2 separate regions of the Mus musculus genome follow, and region 1 is linked to region 2. Evidence: chromatin contacts called from public Hi-C data. All regions are on one chromosome and are shown on one strand. The core of a region is the stretch at or near the end of the contact, and the rest is flanking DNA. Distances in the headings are between cores, read along the strand shown.

What was found. Hi-C and Micro-C count contacts between places; a contact is called where the count stands out from the background.
Region 1: a Hi-C map of embryonic cerebral cortex shows a contact between it and region 2, with 5 times the contacts expected there. The contact joins the promoter of Tbx5 here to the promoter of Tbx3os2 in region 2. A contact is called at or near these places in 1 of 39 promoter capture datasets (cranial neural crest), 7 of 484 Hi-C or Micro-C datasets (cerebellum, cerebral cortex, cortical neurons and 4 more), 6 of 115 datasets of contacts at active chromatin or transcription factors (astrocytes, embryonic forebrain, embryonic hindbrain and 3 more) and 1 of 9 other capture datasets (liver).

What each region holds. Positions count from the first base shown.
Region 1 is chr5:119,829,437-119,836,429 of GRCm38.p6, forward strand. Tbx5 (T-box 5) reads left to right here and starts at 5,227. Exons shown (of 9, transcript NM_011537.3): 1 at 5,227-5,841. It overlaps Gm5563 (predicted gene 5563), which reads right to left and starts at 2,550. Exons shown (of 3, transcript NR_169213.1): 1 at 2,303-2,550.
Region 2 is chr5:119,687,977-119,695,189 of GRCm38.p6, forward strand. It overlaps Tbx3os2 (T-box 3, opposite strand 2), which reads right to left and starts at 3,242. Exons shown (of 3, transcript NR_040416.1): 1 at 3,032-3,242; 2 at 248-421.

The DNA of each region.
Region 1 (6,993 bases), core at 3,977-6,476, 140 kb after region 2:
AAGTCTGATGTGATCTTGGTAATTTCCTAAACCTGGAGCGACCACACTGCCCTGGTATACAGAAGTAACCATTCCCAATTTCTCCTTTGTTTCCCCGGCCCAAGGTGAGGTTTCATCTCTCCTCCCTACCCTACCCCACCCCTGCATCTATGCATGGCCCTTTATGAAACGGCTTGGATTCTCTCTGGTGTGATGCCTCTCTTCTTCAGGGCAGGCTGGCTGGAAAGGGCCCCCGGAGGCCTCCAGCATTGGATAGAGGTGCAGTTTCATCTCTGGTTTTGAATCTGGCCCTTTGAGCAAGCCCAGCACACACGTGTGGATTTAATTTTCCTTTCTTTCTTGCTTTCTTTCTCCCCCCCCAAAGGGAACAAGAAAAATAGTCTTTCGTGTCGACAGCGCGACACCATTCCTTCTGCCAAAGAAAATTTGTCTTTTCCAGAGCCCCAGAGAATAGTGCACTCCCAGGTTTCCTTAGCACCCTTCTGTCAGGGTATGGGGGGATCCAGATAGGTCCCTTTACGTTCAAGGGGGACCCCAGCCCTAGAGTTATTAGCCTAGGTCTCTGCCAATAAGGTCACCACATACACACATTTTGAGGCCACTGATGGTGTAGAAGCAACATCTACATCCACAGAACTTTCATCGACTTTGGGATTGCAGATAGGATTCAAATTCCCCTGGTTCAGTGCAGACCCTGCAGCCCGAGGAGGCTCCATGCCATTTCACTTCAGACCCTCACCCTTTGGGACTGATGACCACCGAAATTGGGGGGGGGGGCGGGATTTGGACAGCATGTCCTTTACCACCGAGTTCTACAGTCACCTAACTGCTACTTTGAGGGAGTGAGGACTCCTCGAACAGCTTGTTGTCTACAGAAACATATCCATGTCTTATCTCCTTGATTTGAAATACAAAACAACCTGTCCACCCACTCGGTCAAGAGCAATAATCATAACCAGAGGGATATTAGAAGGGTATATTGAATATTGAATAATTGCGAACCTAGTCAACACTTTCCCTGAAGGCCCAAAGCTGAGAGGCTGGAAGCTGAATAAAACATTGGAAAGAACCTTCCTGAAATCCTGGAAAAAAAAACCCACATAATAAAGTCAGATTTCACTGGGCAAGAGGGAAAGTGACCTCCTGAGGAAAAAAAAAACCAAGAAAACAAAAAAACCTTCCCACCCTCCCAAGGAGTCTTCCTTCTGCAATCTAAGTTGGCCAAAGTTTAGTTTTCTCGTCATTTCTATTGTCATTAGAATTCTTATTAGTTTTCCCAGGCCTGTGTGCTCTCCTCTCTACTTTCTGACCCCAGAGGAGACCCAAAGGAGGCAGGGACAGGGCCATTGGGGAGGGATACTGAACTAAGTCTGTGTTCCCGCGTGTTCTCTTTGCTTTACTCTAAAATTAAAGGGGGAAATGTAAGGAATAGCAATAATACGAATACTAATAATAGCAATAGTAATAATACAAATAACAGCAATGGCTCATTACGTTTTGTTTTGTTTTAATAGAATTCCGGGTCTTCCTATCTTTCGAGGTATTTAAGATCAAGGCGGAAATTTTGCAAAAGGGGGCAAGGAAGTATGAGAAAAACCAGCGGGGAGCAGGGTTAGGAAAGCGCAACTCTTGGAAAGAAGGAAGGTGCCAGGCGTGTATGTTGCTGCCCTCTCCCGCACAGAGGATGAGGGTGAAGCGGACAAGGAGACGCTGAGGCTGCAGTCTCTTCCCGTGGTGGTTGCTTTCTCCAGAGCACGGGGCCAGTCTCTGAAGCTGGGCTTGGCCCAGGTAGTTGCACCCGAAATTGCGGAGCAATGGGGGAAAGTGAAAGGAACTCGGCCCACTCGCGGGGCACCCTCGGTCTGGGTTTCCTGCCCCCACCTCGGTTCTCCTGGTCACCCTACTCGAATACGGGGACAAGGATTCTGGATTGCATTCTTGGGTGAAAACGTGAATTTGGGGCTCGTTCGCCTGGGAAACGAAAGCAAAGCTGGAGCACCAGGCCGGGCAGCCTGGACTCTTGGGGAAGAGAACAGGGATGCACGCTGGTGTCCTGCATCTGTGCTGCAGGCTGCTGCCCCGCTGTCCCTTGGGGCCTGACCTTGGCTCTACCGCTGCAGGGCCGCCCGTGTCACTGCCGCTCCAATCCTCGGTGGACTGCGACCAGAACCGGGTCATGCTTCTGGGAATCCTAAAGTTTCAGGGATCGCAAAACCCCAGGACAAGTTCAGATGGAATGTCTGGCTCTCCTGGGGCCCGCAACGCGGGGGTTGGGGTGGGGGCGGCGGGAGGAGAAACTTACCCTCGGGAAGGCCTGACGCTCGCTTGCTCCGTGTAGGGCAGGCCTAGCTTATTGCCCGGAGCCGCTGGGGTGGGAGAAAGTCTGTGCGGTTTCGTAACTCAAAACCCAATGGGTTTCCAAATGCGCGTAGAAGCTTACGCAGACCCACCCGACCTCTCAGAAATTATGCCCATTGATCCAACTAGAAATAATTGCCGATTTCCACAAAACAAAATAGAGCGCCTCGCCCCTCTGCAGGATCCGGCGCTGAAAAAAAAATTCCCTCTGCACAGTGCACCCGTCTCTACCCCTTCTCCCACCCCGCCCCACCACACACTCGCACCCCGCCCCCGTCTGGCCACTCTGGGACCCATTGCATCCCCGGATCTCACTGAAGGAGCGGCAGACCGAATGGCCTTTCTCTCTACAAGGAACCTTGGCAGACATCTAAGATATCTAATATCCACTAAGATAGCAACCAGTACTTATTTCAGCACTGGGCATGAGATATGGCACCCCAAATGTAACCAGCTAAAAGGGCCTCCTCGACAGAAAAATAAAACTGTGTAAGTAAGAAGCCTTTACCTTTTGCAACGAACCTTAGGAAACCTTGGTTTCCTTACAAATGGGAGCTAAAGTGGTCTCGGTCCTCACTTCTCTTGATCTCTCTAAGAGAATCGATTTTGCTTCTATTTGTGTCTCCTGTTCACACTCTCTACTCCAGGGGGCTCTGGGTTTATTTATTTCTTTATTTCCCCCAAGGTCCAGGCATGCTGGAGTTGTGTCTTCCAGTAGACCTTGATAAACGAAGATGGGGAGAGAACCCAGCCTCCCGCCACTGCCCGCCACTGCCCCCCAGTCCAGCGTGACAAGGCGCGGGCTGGTTGCGTGACTTGTGACGTCTCCACGCCCAATAGGACCAGCGGCTGGTGAGATAGTCGCTATCGCCTGGTTGCCTCTTTATTTTATTGGGGTATGCCTGGCAATAAACAGTAATATTTAATTTGTCGGAGACCACAAACCAACGGCGAGCTGGGAGGTACTTGCTTTTCTTGACAGACCCTGGAAGAAGTCTTCGTTTTAAAGGGGGGGTGTCTTTGCGGGGGGGGGGGAGGTGATGTCTTTTCAAAACTCATTGTGAGCTACCTCGCCTCAGTGAGCAAACCCTTTTGGCTTTTTGGCTGAAGAAAGAGTGAGGTTATTGGAGGTGAGTCTTGTTGGGGGAAAACTAAAGGGAGGGACAGATATCTATCTTCAGGGCGGCCTTAATTTTCCCCAGAGCCTCTGCTTCCCACCCTACCTAAGCCTGGCTGAACCCCTTCCTGACTGGATTTTTATCTTCTATCACCTGGAAGACTGGATCTCGTGTGCCAGTTTGTAAGCAAAATACAGAAAACAACATTGAGTGGTGGCTGGCTTCGTGCACCATCTAAGCCCAAGGAAGGAAGTGTTTCTGGCTGGGTTGTTGCTTGGGGAAGGCCAGCTTTTCCCTCTCGGGAAGGGCCTGCTGATTATTTATGGGGATTAATTTTATCCTCAAATCTCTGTGAATGTAAAAGGGATTGGCGAGGTCTGTCTGGATTTCCCCTATGCTTCAACCAGAGATGCAGGCTCTCAACCGGCTTTCAGCTTTCAGTCCTGCACCCAAGGTTGAGGTTGCCTCTCTGTTCAACCCCAAAGGCTTTCTAGCTGACTTTTTAGAAGCGCGTGACGAAGGTGTTTGCACAAATAAATAGCTGGCCTTGGCCAGGGTCTGTGTGAAAACAGACCTGGAAACTAGAGAGTGGGGTTGCCCCTAGCTGCCCCCACGCTTACAACTGCAAAGTCCACTGAAGTTTTTGCAAGGGCAGCCTGCAAATTTTGCAGCCACAGAGGCTACAATGTTGCCGGAGTCCTATGGGCTCTCTCTCTCTCTCTCTCTCTCTCTCTCTCTCTCTCTCTCTCTCTCTCTCTCTCTCTCTCCAGTCCTTGGCTCTAAGGATGTAGTTTCTAATTAGAGTCCCAGAAAAGACTCCCTGTACTTAGAGAATACAAGGAAGCTGAAGAGGGAAACAGAATGTGATTTGGGGCATTTGTTTCAAGCAACATTCTGTGCTTGTCCCGGCCTGGTTCTGCTTACAGCAAGAGCTACTTCCAGTGCCTCTGCTGTGGGCTGCTTTTATTCACCCTCTGAACTGCAGACTTCAGAGAGGCTAAGGGCAGGCCAAGGAGTGCTGGCAGCTGAAACCCCCAGCCAGCCCTCAGTGACTGATTATTTTAATAAAACTGGGCACTGCTCTGTGTACACTCCAGTGTGTGTCTTGAGGAGGGGGCACACACAACAATTTCTTGGCATCTTTGATCTTGGTTCCCCCATCCTAAGGCACCTTCTCCCCCAAGTCCTAGAGAGCTTGGAGTGGGGTAGGGTGGGGGACAATGAGTCTGAAGTGGAGGAGAGATGTCAAGGCAGCTAGTCCTGGCTCTGCAAGGGGCCAGGCAGGGTCACACCACTCTCTGTCTGAGGTCAGCATTGGAGACAGAAATCGGGTGAGGCTGCAGAGGCCCATGGGTGTGTGCACACGCCTAATGCATCCAGTCTTGGTTCTCTGCAGGGCTGGGCCATTGAAATTGCTGGGCTCCCAGAGTTCTGCCTTGATTACTGTAGCTTGCCTGCCTGCCTTCCTTCTTTCCTTCCTTCCTTCCTTCCTTCCTTCCTTCCTTCCTTCCTCTTCCTTCTCTTTTTTTCTTTCCTCCCTGCAACCACTGGCTCAGAGCAGTCAACAGAGATGGAAGGAGGGTAAAGAGGATGGGAAGTGGAAAGGGAGTGGGGGTGGGGAATCAGCAGGTCCTATAGTGGTTCAAGAGTTTGGGGTATATCTAGTGAGAAAGTGGGAAAGGTGGTGGGAGGAGGGAGGGAGGGGAGGAGAGGACACACACACACACACACACACACACACACACACACACACACACACACACAGAGAGAGAGAGAGAGAGAGAGAGAGAGAGAGAGAGAAGAGGGAGCCAGTTAGAGAAGCATTTTCTATACTTTGTGAGCACCCCAGCTGAGTTAGTTTGTCAGAGAGAGAGAGAGAGAGAGAGAGAGAGAGAGAGAGAGAGAGAGAGAGAAAGTCATACTTCAAATTCTGGAACTTTAACCCCTGAAAGCATCTCTCTGAAAACAGCTGGCTGATTCCCAAGTCTCTCTCAAGTCTCCCAGTTTTTCTTCTCTGGGGGTGCAAGAGCAGAGCAGGACACTGAGATCGTAGGGTTTAGGGATGCTCCCAGATCTGCTATTTAGTCTTCTGTTCCTCTAAGCCGTTCTGGAGCCCGACAACTTAAAAGTATTTGGGGCTAGCGAACAGCCAGCGAGCAGTGGAGGAGGTGTGTGCTGGAGGTGGGCAGTCGCTGGGAGGCTCTAGTGGTGGGTACTTCTTTGTAGCAACAGTAGCAGCTAGCTTGGGCAAGCAATCCCCAGCACAAACTCCAGAGACACCATGCCTGCACCCCCACCTGGCCTCCGGCTTTCCTGCTAAGAGGAAGAGGGGCGGTGGCGAATGCATCCCCCTGTACAGAGCGAGGTAACCGTACTACCATATGGCCGGGGAGGCTTGGGCGGGAGCAGGCAGCCACAGTCGGCTGGGGAAACAGAGAATGGCGGACTCCAGCCCTGTCTTGCATTCTGCAGAGTCTGGCTTGCAGAGATTTTACCCGAGCCTTTCAAGGCAAGAGGGAGCCGCCGGGAGGCTGCCGCGACTCGGGGAGCAGCGTTGAGGCTTGCAAGGCACACGGCCTGGTTCTGTCAAACCACATCTTGCTCGTCTCCGCCGGCCTCTAAGCTTCCCTGGATCCTGGCAAGGGTTCCGGAGGGTTTCTCCCTATGGCTGGCCGCGAATGGGAGAGCGTATGTGGGGCTCCAGCCCTGTTTTTCTTTGTTATGAGAAGATCATGGGGGATCCCATGGCAGTTTTCCCCAAGCTCCTAAGGCCAGAGGAAGAAAGAATTGGGCCTCAGAAACGATCTGTGGCGGTTTAGGTCTCAGGCCGCTTCAAACCAGGCTGGTATGCAGGCTTCTTTGCCTAAGAAGCTGCTAAAACTGTGGGAAGCCATCTCTTACTTGAGGTCTGCTGGTGTTTTGAGGTAGAGGCAGTGGTAGAAATCCTCCCTTGAGGAAGGGGGTTGAACTAAGAATTTCAACTGCTTGCTTCATCTTCTTCTGTTGAACACTCGGGGCTGCCCTACCAATGTACCTCCTTCCCTAGCAGTCCACTGAATGTCTGCAGCCCAGAATTTATCTGGGACTGATTTTAGGCTGTCCGACTGGGAGCCAGGCTGGCAGTTTGAGTTAGCCAGCCCCGTTGAAGCTCAAAGACATTCCCTTTAGCTTGATTACTCCACGAAAACGCCTGCACCACCGCCCCCACCCCCCACTCTCCCGCAGCCAGCCGATCTGAAAAAGATCCGTGAGGGTACAGCCCCGCCACCGGCAGTGGAGAGTCAGCCACCGAGTTGTAGGCCCCTCTCTGATTTGGATCTACCTCCAGCTCTCCCTGGCTACTTTATTTATTTATTTATTTATTTATTTATTTATTTATTTATTTATTTTCCATTGGTATTGCTTAGGCTTGGGGAGAGGCTGTTTCATTTTAATGCCTGTAACAGATGATGAGAGGGTTATTATCCTCTATCCTCCGGGTATATCTCTTTCTCCCCTGTTTTTTATTTTTGCAAGA
Region 2 (7,213 bases), core at 1,992-4,491:
TAACCACGATAGAAATTGATGGCGTTGCAAGGGGGGAACGCGTGCGCGCTCTGGCCTGGTGCACTTGGGGAAAGCACCCACGAAGTGACCTCAGTCACTCGCACGATTAACCCTGTAAAGGGCGTTCGATTTTCAGGCCCCGTGGTAGAAAGCGCCAGTACGCAGACGCAGGCAGATTAAAGTCGTTAACCTGAGCTCTGCTGGCGCCCCAGAACACAACCTTTCTTCCTAACTCAGGTGTCCCTACCTGCAGTCCCGGATACAGAGAAATTGTGGGTCGGCTTGGGGATCGGCTGCTTCCATTCTTCAGAGGTCAGGATTGTAATTTTGGTGTGAATCCCATGGTGCAATTGTCAAAGTAGGGCTTTGATTTGGAATCAGGACTTCTTTCTCTCCAGGTGAAGACTTGGAGGTTGAGGCCCTGTGGATGCCAGGTAGAAGGGATTAATTCGTCCTCAACCAAATACTAGAGTGGTTAGTCAAGCAGGCCCAAGGTTTATATCCTGGCTTCCTCTTTCTGGCAGATCAGGGACGAAGCTGAGTGTCCTAGGCTCCCAGGCTCAGATGCCCCTTGGGATCCCCAGAGTCTACAGTTGTTCTCTTTAGCCAGGAGCAAAGGCCTAGAGCTGGACAGACACAGACACAGGCTCTGCAGGTGGGGATTCTGGGAAGATCGTGTTTATACTTTGCTAGTTTGTTCTGTTCCTTTTCTAGAAACCTCTGCAAATGCAGGTTTTGGGTTTTTTTTTTGTTTTTGTTTTTGTTTTTCCTTTCAGGTCCTCTATTTGCATCGCATCGATGTGACTTTAATTGCAAGAGACAGAAAGGGAGTAAAAACCAGGGTTCTGCTGAGAAGCCAGAGATCTTAGACAGAGGACCAGCCCCTGGGCGATTGTAGGCCACACACATTCCCCCACCCCCACCCCCATAAGGTGCAGAGGACCCAAACTGAAGACTTGTCTCCCAGCTTTGGTCTAAGCCTCAGGAATAGGAGACAAAACCAGGGGGACCGGAAAGAATTCTTTAGAACAGGGTACCGACTGATGGTGCCATCTGGTTTTTCACATGCCCCTACCACCAGCTGCACCAGTGCTAGGATCCCAGGCAGCCCAGTATTGGCACTTTTAGAAATTCGATACCCCGGCACTTTGGTTTCCTGCTAATGACCTGGGCTCTGGTTTCGGATTGCTGAGTTGTCTGGTCCCCAGAGCGGTGGTTTGTCCTCCCCAGGACCCCAGAGCCAACCCTGGACTTGTATTCTTTCACACCAGCATTTTTCTTGGCCTCACCAAAGTCTCCAAGTGTCAAGGACACTATGGACACCAAACTGACCCTCGGGTAGACCTTCCTTCCTTCCGGTCACCTTTGTGGGGCTGTCATTCATTTATCTCAGTCCCCAGAACCAGCATCTTGTAGGATTTTTTTTTTTTAAATCTCTCTGTGCCTAGAAGAGGCATTCTTCACCCTGGCAGTAGCTCTAGCTATCTCCCAGTTCTCCCAATCTGGCAGAGAGCCTTGGGAAGAGCAGGTTTGGAAAGACAGTGCCATAACCAAACAACTCAGGAGCCACCACACAGGAAAAGCAACCCCTCTATCGGCCCAGCCCAGCCTGCTCTCCCCAAGGTCAGCTACTCTGAGCTCACTGGCTATTCTATAGGGCTATTTTTTGAGGAGCCCGTGAAAATTACACAGAAAATGTAGTTTACATGTGCACAGCCTTCTGAAAGGGCAGTAGAAGTTCAGATTCTCGGAGATGTGTGATCCTAACCAATGACCTACTCACACACTGCTCAGGGGACAATAACCAATGGGGTTTAGGAACATTTGGACTTAAGATTTAAGATGGTGCCTTCAGCCTGGGGCTTGCCTAGGTTAAATTTAACTTTAGCACACACACACCCCACTCCCCACTTCCCACTTCCCACTCGTAGCGCCTGGTCTTAGCCTGCTTATTTTAAATGGGAAGGCTGAAGGAAGTAGGTGTGTTCGGGCACTGTATAATTAGTTGATTAATCAGTTATATTAACTTATCAGCCGAATGATTATGAGCAGTCATTATCACCCTCAATGAGTTCTCTGTTAATTTCCTGTTGGGAGGGTCACCCTCTCTAGGCTATCCCAGGCAATAAAAAGCAACTACTTTTCATAAAACAAAATTACTTCTCACTAGAGGCCAGGGTGGAAGGTATAGGAAACTGTAGGGGAGGCCCTTTTGTGGGGAGATTTCTGGGGTCCCGGCTTGGGACTGGGTGGAGTGGGGGGGATGTGGCTTCAATGTTCACCATACTGTCAAGGTTAGCCAGGTTTCCTCTGCTCCATGCCCCCTCCAACCCTCTCAGGACATTCTAGTTTTCTGTTTGATGGTATCTTGTTTGATGACAGCCTTTTCTCCTGCATCCCACGTGGACCCCTCTCCCCACCAAATCTCAGTGCTCTTGCGTCAGACTCTTCCAAGTTCTGGGATCCCAAACTTTCTCCACTAAGACATACATGAGGGGTGGGGTGGGGTGGGGTTGGCTTTTGGGAAATACCTGTGTGGATGTTGGAGGAAGGCTACTCTGGGGCCTGGGGGAACACCTGTATAGAAGTCAGAGCAAAGATGAGAAAAAACAAAAACGCAGGAACACTTTCAGTGATATGTAATTGGCTCCCCCCCCCCCAAGCCAAGCCTGCACAGAGGACCTCGAATTAGGAAGAAGGTAGAGGCTAGCCTGGGTGTGTTTTCTACCTTTCTCCACTACTGTGTAATTTTTGACTTATCATAAAAAAAAAAAATCCATGACCATCTAAAGAAACGCTCAGGAAACAAAGGGGACATCTATGGTCCGTTTTTCTTTATTTCCTTCTGATTACTGGGGAGGAAGGCCTCTTCGCTACCCCACGAGTAAGCTCAGCCCGGCTGTATCCTGCTCAGCCCCAAGATTTGTTTCAAAAATACCATCCATGAAATCGGAAGCTGCCTGCTTGACTCAAGAGACTCCAGCCTGCCCACCAGACACCACCCATTTCTCAAGACAAATGCCACACCAACCTCTCTTCCACTCCGAGCCTGCCCCCAGGATTTTCTTGAAGGCAGGTCATAAAGTGTAGGTAGGTGTCTGCCTCTCCAGATGATGAGGATACAGGTCCTTTGCTCTGTCTTTAAACAGGACCACTTTGGAGATGACTGGAATGGGAGCGGCACCCTCCTGGCGCTTCTCGATTTCTTCAGGTTAAAACAGGACCGGGCAACCGACAACTGCACTCTACCTGAGCTGCTTCTGGGTTCTTCCCTTGGGAAAAAGCTATGAGCAGTTGCGGCCAGCGTGAGTCAGGCGCCCATGGCTTCGCTAAGCCGCTCCTTTGCTGCCATCTGCTGGTTGCACCGGAGAAGTTCACGGAGATTTTTCGAATGCAGAGAACAAGTCTCTTAAAAATAAGAAAGAGGGCTGGGGGTGGATGGTAGAGCTTGCCCCTAGATTCTATGCCAAGTTGCACAAAAATAAAGTAAGGGAAGGAGGGAAACATGGTACTGAGGCACAAAGATACGATGTAGAATAAAAACAACAGGACCTGTTTTTGTACCTTGCTACAATATTGCTTTGGTACCTTGATCAAGTTGTGTAACATCTCTTATGCCATGAGGTGAGTGTATAGTGCCGGCAGAGCAAGCTTGGCAGCTGAGTGTGAACCTCAGAAGACACGTTTTTAAAAGTCGGATGTGGAGGAATGTATCTGAGCTCACAGCACTCCTACGGGGAGATGGGGCGTGGGAGTGGAGGTCAGAACTGAAAGTCACAGTCTGGCCAGCCTGGGGTACTTCATAAGCTGCAAGGAGACTCAAACTCCCAGAATCTGTCCTCTGAGCTATATCCACATGCTTACACTCACATACATTGTATACATACTTGTTAATTAAATTATTCTATTAATTATTTTTATTATGATTAATTGATTTAGTTATTAATTTTGTCATTTAATTATTTTTATCGATTTATTAGATAATTAAAATACTCCAAGGACCAGCATGTAACTTGATGGCAGAGAATTTTTGGAGCTTGTGTGAGGATGAAGATGACGGTCTTGTAGGATGAATGATGCCCAGGTTGTACCTTTCTGCTCATTGTCTCTAAGCTGTCCTTGGACCACTGGGTTCCTGTGGATGTCTCTAAATGATTATCCTTGACTCCCTCTTTCACAATCCTCGTATCTGGAGCTCATCAAATTCACTGTCTGCTTCACCTCAAACTTACCAGTTATCCAATAGTGGGAATGATCCCAAAGTCCTGCTCGGAAGCACGTTTCAAAAAGTCCTATGATCATAGAACAGCATCATCTTCAGTGGCCTCCTCGGACAGGAGTGACCTGGCCTCTCCTTTCTCAACTGCACGCCACCCGACTCTTCAGAAGCAAGCTATTTCAAGGCCAAATTGTCACCTTCCTTCTCCCAGTGCTCCCTCAGCCTAGGTTTCAAACTTGGGCACTGGTGACAACTGGCTGGTTCTATGAGCTCAGGGATGTCCTGTCTATGAATTCAGGAAGGGGTAGTGCCATTTAGCTCTGGTATCTGCCCACTAGACAGACGCTTTGGGAGACAACCTAAGATGTCTTTGGATGCTGCCCTGAACCACGTTGACAGCATCAGCCCTGGTTAGGAGCCACTGCTTGAGTCCGAGTCCCTCAGGCACGCCCTCTTGAGGTCATCATTGGCACTTCATCCAGAATGCCTTTGCTGAACTTCAGGACTGGGCTGGGACTCCTGTCCAGTCCTGGTTCATGATGGGCCAGCCGGAAAAAAAAAAAAAAAAAAAAAAAAAAAGGTTTCCTGTAGGAGTGTTCAATATAAAAGATTACCCTCTGCATCCCGGTTTCTCCTTTTGCTTCAAACCATTTGTCTCTCTAGCACGCCTTGTTGTTCTCCCTGTGGGCACAAGGAGACACTGACAGGGTGGACAGGACATGACCTACAGGCTGACAGTACCCACCACTTGCTTTCACACTGATAAGGAAGGTTACATTTGGTTGATTGGTTAGTTGGTTCGAAGGCAAGGTCTCCCATAGTCTAGGCTGACCTCCGATTTGGTGATGATTTTGAACTCTATCCTTCTGCTTCCATGTCTCAAGTGCTAGATCATGGGCATTTGCTACCATACCCAGTTTACGTGGTGCTAGGGATGAGACCCAGAGCTTGTGCATGTGTGCTAGGGCAAGCACCTTGCTAACTGAGCCAAGTCCCCAGCCCTGCTTACAGTTTTTTTTTTTAAGATTTATTTATTTATGTATATGAGTACACTGTAGCTATACAGATGGTTGTGAGCCTTCATGTGGTTGTTGGGAATTGAATATAGGACCTCTGTTCACTCCGGTCAACCCTGCTCGCTCCAGACGACTCTGCTTGCCCAGTCCCTGCTCGCTTTGGGCCAAAGATTTATTTATTATTATAATAATGAATAAGTACATGGTAGCTGACTTCAGACACACCAGAAGAGGGCATCAGATCTAATTACGGTTGTTGTGAGCCATCATGTGGTTGCTGGGATTTGAATTCAGTACCTCTGGAAGAGCAGTCAGTGCTCTTACCTGCTGAGCCATCTCTCCAGCCCCTTGCTTACAGTTTTATTTTGATTTGGGGACAATAGATCAAGTTTCATTTTAGAGACTGCATCACTATACTGCCTAGCTCGCCTCAGAGCCTCGGGTCCTCATCCTAAGCACTAGGGTGATTGGTGCGGACCAGAACCCTCCACTTTACCTTCCAGATGCATGAGGGACGTTTGTTTTGTTTTGCCCTTTTAAAAAACAGGCTCTCTCTCTCTCTCTCTCTCTCTCTCTCTCTCTCTCTCTCTCTCTCTCTCTCCCGACTAGGTTGCCCTCAAACTCACAGAGATCCTTCTGCCCCTGCCTCCTGAACGCTGGGATTAAAGGCATGCACCACCACCCTTGGAATGGAAGGAAATTTTTTTCTCAATGAACAGTACACACATAGAACTACTCAGTCAAGTTCAAATGAAACCTGACCACGCTCACTCACTTGCACATTGTGTTCTGTTGAAAACAACCCAGCTAAAGGTTGATCAAGGAGGGTGGGAGATGGAACAAGAGTGATCCATTTAGCTTGAAGCTGGGAGACAAAGGCTAAAGCTCCCTGGGATGTTTCTGTGTGTGTGTGAGTGCACACATGCATGTGCATTATGTGCGTGTATGCATGTGTCTGTGTGCATGCCTGTGTGTGTATGTGTGTGTGCATGTGTATGTGTGTCTGTGTATGCATGTGCGTGAGCATGTATGTGTGTCTGTGTATGCATGTGTGCATGTGTGTGCACATGGGTGCATGTTTGTATGCATGTGCCCATGTGTGCATGTGTATGTGTGTCTGTGTATATGTGTGTGCATGCGTATGCATGTGTGCATTGTGCATGTGTATGTGTATCTGTGTATGCATGTGTGTGCATGTGTGCATTTGTATGTGTGTGTGTGTATACATGTACACGTATACACTTATTTTCAGGCTGTGTGGAGGAGACAGGGGATGTTTATTCCTTTCTGAAGCTAATACTTCATCCTATACAAAGTCAGGGCACACCAAGAGCTGTCCTTGACTTCTTCACCTCTCTTTTCCCTCTCCACCCCTGTCTCTTCCTTTCTTTTCTTTCTTTTATTCCCATTCTTTCTTGTCTTGTTTCCCTCCCCTCCCTCCCCTTCCCTCCCCTCCCTCCCCTTCCCTCCCCCCACACCTCTGATCACCTTTCTCCTCAGTTTCTCTTTTCCCCTTTTCTCCCCCACCCCCATTTCCAAGTGACCCCCCCCCCCCACTTTTGAGGACCAGCCCAGGAAACTGAGGCTGGAAGACTCTCCGTGAACCAGGCAAGCTTTCCCACCCAAACAAGACCTCACCACAAGTCCCCCCTCCCCCCAAGACTGCCTCTCTGTCCCCCTCTGCCCCCAGCCCCCTCTCGACTTTGGCCTCAATGAGAACCTCATTATTTATCATTTTGAAGCTCCAGGATTTTCAGAGCCCAAATCCAAGCTTAAAATGGAGGCAATTACCCAGATAATTTAGGTAAACCTCGGGGCTGTGTCTGGAGTAATTGTTCCCACTCCCACTTCTCATTGTGTGGCTGAAGAGGCCAATTCGGTCCTGACAGCCCCTGTTTGTTTTGTCCCCACGGAACAAGGCCCTTCGGCAAAGGAGAGAAGGGCAGGGACAAAGCCCCAGGGGCAGAGAGACCACCGC